Linked DNA regions of Hordeum vulgare: all the other regions are linked to region 3. The links are chromatin contacts, called in public Hi-C maps. All regions are on one chromosome and are shown on one strand. The core of a region is the stretch at or near the end of the contact, and the rest is flanking DNA. Distances in the headings are between cores, read along the strand shown.

Evidence for each region. Hi-C and Micro-C count contacts between places; a contact is called where the count stands out from the background.
Region 1: a contact with region 3 is called in a Hi-C map of seedling, with 2.5 times the contacts expected there. The contact joins the promoter of LOC123402079 here to the promoter of LOC123406388 in region 3. A contact is called at or near these places in 1 of 6 Hi-C or Micro-C datasets (seedling) and 1 of 1 datasets of contacts at active chromatin or transcription factors (embryo).
Region 2: a Hi-C map of leaf shows a contact between it and region 3, with 2.9 times the contacts expected there. The contact joins the promoter of LOC123404636 here to the promoter of LOC123406388 in region 3. A contact is called at or near these places in 4 of 6 Hi-C or Micro-C datasets (leaf and seedling).

What each region holds. Positions count from the first base shown.
Region 1 is chr6H:491,294,427-491,297,797 of MorexV3_pseudomolecules_assembly, forward strand. LOC123402079 reads right to left here and starts at 1,752. Exons shown (of 2, transcript XM_045095946.1): 1 at 679-1,752. The coding sequence starts at 1,377.
Region 2 is chr6H:491,016,699-491,020,654 of MorexV3_pseudomolecules_assembly, forward strand. It overlaps LOC123404636 (zinc finger protein CONSTANS-LIKE 16-like), which reads right to left and starts at 2,223. Exons shown (of 2, transcript XM_045098575.1): 1 at 762-2,223; 2 at 24-680. The coding sequence starts at 2,024. The coding sequence ends at 447.
Region 3 is chr6H:491,145,253-491,148,880 of MorexV3_pseudomolecules_assembly, forward strand. LOC123406388 (mRNA cap guanine-N7 methyltransferase 1-like) reads left to right here and starts at 2,140. Exons shown (of 14, transcript XM_045099893.1): 1 at 2,140-2,422; 2 at 2,802-2,902; 3 at 3,001-3,146; 4 at 3,270-3,338; 5 at 3,437-3,508. The coding sequence starts at 2,830.

The sequences.
Region 1 (3,371 bases), core at 502-3,001, 150 kb after region 3:
CTACCCTCAGACCAAAACTTGTGGGTCTGGATTCAGAACCACAAGACAAATTAGAAACAGCAAACAAAAATGGCAGGCATCATATCGATCTATTTCTTTTTTTTTATTGCGACGGTTACTAACCCTATCTATTTGTTAAAAGACAGATGCTCATGGTGTGGAAGAGGAAACCCGCACGAAAGCGCTTCGTGTAGGTTGCTGTTTCCCGCAATGAGCGGAGAAGGGTTTCCCAGGTGTAGTGCGCCACTGAGACAGGCTACATGTTCTCTGCAGATACTACTAGCAGCAGAAGAAAAACTCTTGTTGCCGCTGTACTGTACGCGGCATCTGATCTGACATCCTGCAGTTTCGCTAACCTTGTCCACGCTACACCGGTGCTAGTAGTGGGTGCTTTTGTGCCACGGTAACCACCGATCCAACAAAACCCAAGAATTCTACTGTACTGTACCACGCATTTGCTGGCCAAGATTTCTGCTTTTTCACATACAATATCTGTCAAGGTGAGGATAGCTCGCAAATTCTACTACAGCAAGTAAAAAATGTAATGTAGATCTTGTTCAGAGTTAATATAATTCTTGTTGCACGAAGTGCGCATAAGGGGACACGCAGTGATGCAATGCACGTGGAGAATGGATGGGGCTAATTGATTGAAATCTTGAAGATAGTAATGGTGGTTACCTCCTCCTTGGTGCGGGGCAGCGTGGGCCACCTCTGCGGCGTCTTGGGCGGCGCGCCGGGGGCCGACTTGGGGTTGGGGAGCATGAAGCCGGAGCCCCAGTCGGGCGTGGCGGCGAACCGCGGGCTGCGCAGGATGCCGGGCGGCCTCTCGGGCGTCACCTTGGCGCTGCAGGCGCCGCCGTCGCCCACGGCCGCGCAGAGCTCCATGATCTTGGCCGCCGCCTCGGCCGCGTCCCGGCTCTCCCCCATCAGCTTCTCCACCTGCGCCTTGGGGAGGCGCATCCTGAGCCGCACGGGGGTGCCGCCGGGGAGCGGGGAGGCGGGGGCGGACGCGGAGGCGACGCCCTGGAAGGAGGAGAGGTCGGAGGTGGAGCGGCGGGCGAGCATGAGCGACTCGAGCCGCTCGCGCGCGCCGACGCGGAGGTTGCCCGACCACGCCCGGCGCGGCGGCCCCGCGGCCGGGCGGCGCGGGAGCGCCACGAGGAAGTAGAGCCGTCCCCGGCGCAGCGGCGCGTCGGGCGCCAGCGGCCGCGCCCGCGCGCCCAGCAGCTTGACCTCCTCCGCCTCCAGCAGCTGGAAGCCCGGGTGGTCGCGCAGCACGTCGGACGCCGCCGCCGCCGGCGTCTTCACCCGGAAGGACGTCCCGTCCAGCTGCATCACCTTGGCCCCCTTCCTCTTCGCCCCAATGCTGTTCCCCATCCCCTCGGTGGCCTCGGGCTTGGTGGTGGTGGTGCGCGCCGGCCGGCGTGCGTTCGGTCTTGGTTCTTGAGGGAGGCGTCGTATGTCTGGGCCTGTGCGTGGTGATCTTTTGTTTGTTGGTTTGTTTTATAAAAGGAAGGGAAACTGGGGGAGTGGTGGCGAAAGGTGGAGGGGTCAAAGGTGACGGGGGGCGTATTTTATGGGGATGCCGAGGTGGTACGCTTGTCTCTCTTGCGTTGCGTTTCCCGCCTTTGGATGCAGATTGCCGGGGCGTGGTTGAGGCAGCGTCCGTCCGTCTGCGTGTGAATGATTATCATCAGGCACTCGCAGCAGCACGGAGACAGACTCAACCGGTTCACAGCTCGAAATCATGGCCACCGGGAATACACACGGTTATCTTATCAAGGTAGAGCGGTGGTGGTAGCAGAAGGGAGGGAGGGAGGGAGTGTGCACGCATGTGAAAGCGTTGGGACGAACGGGATCTGCGCAGGGGAATATCGGGGCTGGTTTCCATTGTGTGTGGTTACTCACGACACGATCGTGGGTTGTGACAGGATGTGCGTGTAGTAACGTGTTGGCTTTAGCTCTTTCGCCAACGCTGCCCAACCGTGAACTGTAAAGCGAGCGGCTAAGTGTGATTCAAGTTAGTACGGTAGTCACCCCACCCGACTTCCTTTCCATATCCATGATCGCGTTAATGTGAACAATCGATCCATCGGGCGCCACCGATCCGCTCCGGTTCTGGAATTAGAATTACTAGTACAAATCTGGTTGGTCGTTAGCTCTCGGAACAAGCAAGATGTAGTAACTGTAGGTGTGTGTAGGTCAAGCCATAGATATAGATCTCTTAAAGACACGATAAGATGTCAACTGAATCCTGCGTCGGGGGCTGCATCTCACCGCTTCTCAAGGGACGACTCCTGTGCGGTGTCGGTAGGCCGATCAAGACGGCTTCCACTGTCAAATCGATACCCTCTTTTTGTCTGTTCCGAACCCATCAACCTTTTTTTGTGCTACTACTAATCTACGCACGGCACTGCTCTATATGCCGGAACCTCCCTGCATATGGTGATCCGCCATTGTACGTAGCGCCATTTATGGTTGCCTGCTCTCTTCTCGCAATGTACTACAGGCGTACGTACAGCTAGCCCCTTCAAAATGCATACACTATTTTGGTTACTTTCATCGCCTGGTACGGCGGCCTGCGCTGCGTACGTAATCGGGCATACAATCTTCGGTTTCCTGTCGCTGCCATGACCATCGCATGGCGCATCGCGTCCGTCGTCGCAAGCTGACAAACCGGGCGATCATATATCTTTGGGTCGCCTGTGACCGCACCACGAAAGCGAATCATCAACGGCACGTAGCAGCGTCACCTCCTCTATCTGCGAGCGCGCTGCTGCTTAAACCGTATATATGTGAGTTAGTGAACACATACATCACAGCAGATGCACGTACGGCCACAGGCTATCTCAACGGATGCCATGGCAAGTCAAATGTTCATAAGGGACTACACAGTCTCAATCAAGCCGTGAACAGAAAATCGCATCGGTCCATGCATGTCATCGTCAGTTCGTCGTTGTCCATACCCGCGTCACTGTTCTGAAAAAGAGTCAGGATTACGATGTGGCTTTTCAAACCGGGATCACCTTTGTTGCTGTCATGTCCAGATGGATATACTTGCGACCTCTAACGAATTGGATTGGAACAGAAGAGATGATGACGATGCGAGATTTAGAGAAATTCGAACGCGTCGACTCAAACGGATTTATCCGTTTTTTTTCATTTGGATTAGCCGTCCACTCGCGCCCGTCCTGTTTAAGATTTGGGTCGGCAGTGCGCTAGGGATCAATTTAATGTTCACGCACACATTTGAAAAGTAGATCAAGCGAGCGATCTTGTCATCATCCAAAGTTAATACCGGCACCATTGCCACCGACCGGCATACAATGTCAGCTTCAAAAAGCAACTCATACTAGCGCACTTGCCAGCGG
Region 2 (3,956 bases), core at 973-3,472, 130 kb before region 3:
GATATACACGGTACATACAAGAGTTGCAAACCAACTGAGTATATGTTAATTTATTATTACAAACCATGTACAAATGTACAAGTGTACAAGGGCAAGTGTGCAACCATAACATGCAAGCAGAACCACCTATCCTTCTCTCGCGGTAGAAACGAGAGAAAAAGGTGGCAAAAACTTCTCACGGTGAGCTAACAACAAGCTCAGAAAACCTTTCTGTTCCCGGTCATTCTCCACTGCCCGGAATCACCAATGAAAGAAACGAAAAAGGACAAAACCATTCCTGACCAACGAAACAGACGCTAAAACAGCTTCGACGAATTCTGTGTGTGGGTGTGTGTGTAATTTCATGCCAGCCCGTGACTGACGAGCAGGCCGCAAATCCGTACCGCGCGCGCAGCAATCGACACGCACGGCGCAGCGGCGCCCTGGTCCTCCGACTGGCTAATGAGTCAGGTGACGGCGCACGGGGCGGCGCCGGTGCGCTTGACGAAGCGGCCCTTCATCCGGGGCCGCTTCTCCGCGTTCAGCTTCCGCACCTCGTAGCGTATCTTCTTGGCGAACAGCCGCGTCCGCCGCTTCTCCCGGTACCGCGACACCCGCGCCTCCCGCCACCCGTCCGTCCTCGGCCTCGCCGGCCACGCCGCCTCGCCCTGCCGTCCTCCTCCTCCGGCCGTCCACATGCCCTACACCATGCACCATGATTATTCCAATATAGTTATATGTATCCAGCATAGTTAAGTTAACTTGCAAAATCGTGCATGTACCGCGTGGTCGTTGAGCAACAAGTCGTCGAGCTGCTGGCCGGGCGGCCGCCGGCCGTCGGTCCACGGCGAGCTGGCCCAGCTCGCGATGACCGCCTCGTAGTTCAGCCTAAGATCCAGGCTCCTCTTCAGGAACTGCGCACCGTCAACGGCGTCTCCGTTGCTCGCCGACGACGTCTTGTGCTCGAAACTGTCGTCGTCATCCACCAATGTCGGCGGGCTGCCGCTGAACTCCCGCTTCAGGTCATGGCCAGCCGCCAGGACGCCGTTGCTTCTGGAGACAAGGCCGCCGTCGGCCTCCACCTTTACACGCCCGCCGTGTTCCGCGGGCGGCGATATGAGCCCTAGGGCCTCCATGTAGAACGAGTCCTCCAGCTCGTTGCCATCGTCCAGGCCTTGGCCGAGGAGCGCTTCCATGTCGGCCGCGAATTCCCTGAGATCGGCGTCCGTCGGGCCGAAACTGGCGAAACAATCGGGGAGCTCCTGCACGGGGGACGGCGTGTCCATGAGCTCCTTCGCGTCTTCCACGGCGCCTTCGACGTCCTCGCCGTGCCGTGAGGTCGCGGCCACCGCGTCATCGATCGGCGGGGGCGAGCAGAACTCGCCGAGGGCGGGGTCAAAGACCGGGACGCGGTAGAGCAGCTGCTCCTCCTCCGGCGCCCTCCGCTCGTCCGACGTGGAGGACTCCCCGGCGCCCACCTCGGGAACCACGAGGCGTCTCGACAGCAGCTGCCCGACGCTCTTAACCGTCGGCCGCCGAGTGCGCGCCTTCCGCTTGGGCCACGCCGGCGCGACGTCCAGGCACTTGGACGTCGTCGCCGGCGACCCCTTCACCGCCGTTGCCACGCCCTCGGCCGGCAGCGGGGACGTCACGCGCAGGCGGAGGCGCTCGTGCCGCCTGGCGAGCGGGTTCGCCGAGTGCACGGACGTTTCGCAGCCCTGGCACAGGAAGGCGTCGTCGGCCGCGCAGTACCACCGCGCGCGCCGCCGCATGCACCCGTCGCACGCGCGCGCCGCCTTGCCGCCCACGGCCCCGCCGGCCGCCTTGTGATTGTGATCCGAGCCACCCATCTCCGCCGCCTCCACCAAGACGTGCAGACCAGACCACCTCCAGCGCAAACAATAAGGTTTCTTCTGGTACCGTATAATAATAATAATAATCACGGCGATCCCACCTACGTCTACGCGAAGAAGATTGCGAGATAGTAGAAATGACAAAAAAGTATCACTGGATTTGGAAGGCAATTCGATTTGAGCGGCAGGCATGCATGGCCCAGCCCCTGCCCTTTCCCTTTTCTCCGAATGAGCTTTGCGCTTTAGGCTCGCGGGGGCGGGACCCGCCTGCTGGCCTTATCTGTAACCTGATTGGTTTACTGCTAATGCCCCATCCGATTCCATGATATGCGATTGGCTGCGCCCGGATTTTGGGCGGGGGCCACCTAGCTGGACATCGACACGTCGGATGCGAGAGCTCCTGGAGCCTGGCTCAAAAGCCCTATCCTGTATGTATCCACATCATCAGTCATCACGTAGAAATGAAGAAACGAAACACTTGACTAGTAAACTCATGTCCATGTAAAAAGGAACTACTATAATGCTGGTTGTGCCATTTAAATTCCGTACAGAAATAGTTTGGGGCGTACGTACGGTTGAAGGCAGTGGTGCTTTCCCGATGACAAACTCCAGCCATTCCATTGTAAACTCAGAGCCAAACCTGTGGTGGCAAACGGTACCATGCATCCTGCAAAAATACAGCTTGCTCAACGCCAGATTCGGTGTCGCTTACAGGAAAAGGTTGAGTTGTTACCACCAAAGAAGAAATAATGCAGGCTTTGGAGGCTAATGCAAGAGTCAGAGAGGCCAGCATGGGTTCAGAAAAGACCACGTCGAGAACCTGCGTTACAAGCCAAATGCCATATCCGAAACCTGTCCTGTTCGGATAATGTTCTAATCCTACTTCCTTACTAATACAGTATGTGTTTATGCTTCGACCTGCGTCCAGTTTAAAAAAAAATAGACACTCGTCAAGTTTGATTAACCTTCACCTGTGTTATTTGTCTGCATTTTGGCGGAGCTGCATACAGAAGCAAATTCAGATATGTTTGGCAGACGTTCCATTCCATCAGCCCGACAGACACTGCAGTCCAGTGCCCAAATGAGAACAAACGAGTCGTTTTTTCTCCTAGAAGGGTCCTCCCTGGCTCCAATAACATACCATTGTCCATATGCAAATGCCATATGTACATGTGCATGATATTTGGGACGCCCGTCCTCACAAAACGCGATGGCAAGCAGTCGTCGGCGAGATACCACGCGAGATTTGGCATACCAAACGAGCACGAGGGCTGGTTATTCGGGGCGTCCACGTCGAGCCCTCCCAAGTGGGAGGAGTGCCCATGCCCGTCGTCCTCGATTCCCCGCGGTCCAGCCTTCCGGGGGGGAAAGAGCTCGTCGCCGCGCTCCGGCAGGGCTCCGGACCCCGGATCTTGCCCACATGTGTCCGGTACACGTCGCCGTCCAGAATTTTACCCGTTGCCTGGCCTTCTCTTCTCGGTTACCACCACCACGGCGCTGTTGTGTGGTACAGTGCTGCCAGTCTATTCGCATCTACGCGACACGGCCGGCTGTGTTTATCCAGTCGAGCCGCGTCCCTGTCGATTTGTCCAGCGGCGTACTTCTTGTAGACGTGCAGTTGACACGGAGGCTGGTTTGTACTGTATGGTCTCACACCTTTTCATTTTCGCCGGAGGAATGGTCTCGCGCTCTCTCGAAGATTACTTTGTTCTTTCGCTTTCACGACTGCTCCTGGTAGGTGTTCTTTGTTTACAAGTGATGACAAGTCGTGGCCCTAGTCTCCCGTGCATGTTAGCAGGTTCCCTTACTGTTAAGCGTTTCTACACTAGAAGCAGTTGCGCGTTTTGCTGCGCCGTTATTTTTCGGAGTTATCAGATCAGTTTGGTACCATGCTTTCATTTCGTTATCGAAAAATCAGCAGATAAATCAGTTATCTCGCAGACTAAACCCTTCTTGAGTGTCGCTGAGTAGCAATTAACTACTCCCTCCGTTTCGAAATATAAGACATTTTAGAGTTTTGACTATAGACTACATACAAAGTAAAATGAGTGAATCTACACTCTAAAATATGACTACATACATCTGTATGTAGTATATAGTGAAATCTTTAAAAGGTCTAATATT
Region 3 (3,628 bases), core at 890-3,389:
CGTTGGAGAAATAGAAGGCGTGGTCAGATAATTTTTTGACTGATATCAGATTGAGAACTCTCATTGTGCATGAGATCATCCTACAGCTTGACATTAATAGAGACTATAGAAGCTTGACGTGCGAAACGCACATCTTCACGGGAAAATTGAAAATGCTGAGTGTCTTGGTTCCCTGGAGAGATGTATGTGGCAGCAACACTCTAGCTTTCTTCCGCTCAAAGAAGGTGATTGCAACACCAGGTTTTTTTTCACTTAAAGGCTACTGTGAGCAGAATGAAAATTTGGACCTCTTCACTTCAGGTTGATGGCACTATTGTTTTGGACCAGAAATAAAAAGAGGAAGTGGTGTGGAACTACTTCGATCAACTTCTTGGAATTTATTTGCCAAGGACCGCCACACTGAATTTTGACGTTTTTGGTTTTTAACCTTGTGAGCTGCTGGAACTAGAAGCACCCAAATTTTAGAGGAAATAAAAAAGGTCGTATTTGATATGCATCGTGAAAAGGTGCCCGGACATGATAGTTTCACGTGTCTTTTTTCAGGAAATGTTGGGAATTCATCATGGGTGTTGTAACGCTCCATTATTGTGATTCTACCAATAAAGAAAATAATCAGGTTGGTCAAGGTGAGGGGAATTTGCCCCCTCGAGTATTAAATTACATCTGATACTATCTAATTAGATGCATGCTCACTAGAATGCCTCATTTTTCTTGTAATTTGCAAATTTAGCATTCTACCGACAAGACTTGCAGTTATCTCTGTTTAAATTAAGATTAGGAGAGTTGGCTAATCTCTTGTGCATACATACAGTGTATATTTCTCAACATGGAGAGTAACAAATTGTTCTATCTCTTTGATGTTGGTATATAACATAATTTTTGTCTTTTGTCTATTTATTGCCTGTAATGTTTTGTTACGGGATTGTAAATTTAATATACATCGAGATCAATCTTTGATAGTATTCCGGTTCCAGTGGGAGTGAACGACCTTTTCAATAACATACTAATTTACAATATTAAGGTACAACCACTAGCTAGCCGTTGATTCCATAAACAAGTGCTATTCAAAGAAACACTGTTTCTGCTTTATTGCTCACTTTGAATTGCACTATAAACTAGACTTGGATGACACTGGTGGGGTGTCGTGTTAAAATAGAGGACATAGATCTTGAGCGTGTATGCTATTTTCGTGGTTACTGACGACCAATTAATTCAAAATTTAAACATTTCTTACAACACTTGAACATTTCCATCATTCAGTGTACATCTATGACTAGAAACATAAGATGCCTTAGTCCGCAGCCCCAGGCAACATGAACCTCTACAGAAAATAATCTACTACCCCTATAAAAACAAGAGATGGGCAGGTCGAAATAATCAGACGCGTTCATAAAACAAATAATTTCCATTGCAATACATCGACTCCTTTCATTAGATTACATTTTTTAAAGCACGAAAAAATATGACATTTTTTAAGACCACTTGTATATTAAGATAAGACATGTTTTATTAAGCATGACAATGTACTAAGAACAAAGTTTTGGGTTTAGGATAAAATTGTTCTAGATTTTTAGAAGATTGTTATAAATCCACAAGAAAAAATTCCTAACTTTAGGAAATTAATTATCCATGTTTTTGGTTCTTGGTTAATAAGCTTGCCACGATAGTTTTTTATTTTTAAAACAAGCTGGTTACAACAGTTGATCCAATAAATTTTCGATCCTTGTGTATCTCAGAGTACATACACCTCGCAGTAACACCGAACAATAAGTACACCACCATGAGTGAAGGTGAAGGTGAGAATAAAACTAACAAAGCCACAAACCAAACAATGCAAACATTTGTTAGCCATTTTGCAAAGATGGTAAGGTGAAAGCATAATTCTTCATGTTGAGATTAGTTGATGTGGGTCATAAATCAAATAATTAGTCATGTAACAGACGATGGTTAAAGGGTGTGATGATTTTTTTCCCGGTGCAACGCACGGGCATTTTTACTGGTCTATAAAACAGAGGAAGATACTGTCTTTCCCATCCGACGGTCTCCGTGATGGATATGGTGTCTCGTTTGATTTGAGATGAGCATCGAAGATGCCCTAATCTTGTAGGGAATAAAAACAAATCTCGCTAAACGGAACCCGTCCCCTCACCTCGACGGCTCGACCTAACCATCATCGGCTCGCCACGCTCCGACACGCGCCCAGCCGCCACGCCCTGCCCTGCCCCTCGACGCAGCCGCCACACTCCCCCGCCCTCTCGTCTGTCCCTCGAGAATCTGTGGCTGGCGCGAGCGGGCAAGCGGCACACCACCGCGGCGGCGGTAGTAGGCTAGTGGGGAAGCGGGGGCGGCGGATCCGGGAAGAGCAGCGGCGGCGGATCGGGAAGAGAAGCATCAGCCATCAGCAAGACCCCCTCCCTGCAAGGTATATATGCGCATAACCAATGACCCAATAAGCTGCCAGAATTTTTGACGAGTCTGTGATATTCAATCATATTTATTGGCTGGATATGTTGCTATAAGCCCCTGCGCGAATTGATGTTGAAGATTTTTGTGGCATGTGTGTGGTATTCAAGTCATATTTTTGCAATCCATGTTGGTATATGCTGCTGCTGTCTGAAATTGTGTTGATGGATTTTGTTGCAAGTGTATGACATTCAAATCATGAGTACAACACTGATAGCTAGTCTTCATGAATACAACAGTGATATATTTAAACATGAATGAATACAACAATTTGTCTTGTTCAAATTTGTATGCAACATTCGTAGCTGGCTTTTTAATTATAAACCACCACACAGAAGGAAGGCTAAGGCTGCAATCGCCGGCGTGATGAACAAGCGACCCCGCGAGGACGAGCCTTCCTCCTCCCTTGCTTCCGCCCAAAAGCGCCAGTTCGGTGCAGGTATCTATTCCGTCTCTTCGTCACTAGACCCATTCCAGTTGCTGCTGACCCCCAATACCTTGCGACGGCTAGCTTACTAGGGTTTGATCTTTGTGTAGGTGGCGGCTATGGGGAGCAAGAAGGGTACTCGGAGGAGCGGAACAGTGCAAGGCGGGTGGCGGACCACTACAGTGCCCGGTCGAATCAGACGCTCGAGGAGCGCGAGAACAGCCCCATCATCTACCTCAAGAAGCTCAATAACTGGGTAACCACTTGCTGTGCTACCCATCCATTCATCCCCTAAAACCCATTGAGAAAATGTCATCTCTAAGATGTTGGGTAAAACCAGTAAGAAGCAATGCTAATCCTCCAGTCTCACCTTTGACAGATAAAGAGCGTCCTGGTTCAGCTGTATGCGCGTCCAGGAGATTGCGTTCTAGATCTTGCTTGTGGCAAGGTAAACATAGCTTTGCAAGTGTTAATTAAGATAAGAAGGATTTTTGCAGTTCCAAGGCAGTCCTGATATATATTGATTCTTCGCGAGTGTTAATGCAGGGAGGTGATTTGATAAAGTGGGATAAGGCCAAGGTTGGCTATTATGTTGGGGTTGATATCGCTGAAGGCTCGGTTAGTTTCCCATCACAGGATAAACCTATATTATATGCATATATAAATATATATATAAGTTAATGTAATGTATTCTGTTGTTCGTGAGTTAGGTTTTTCCATCTCTGTAATGCTTTGGCA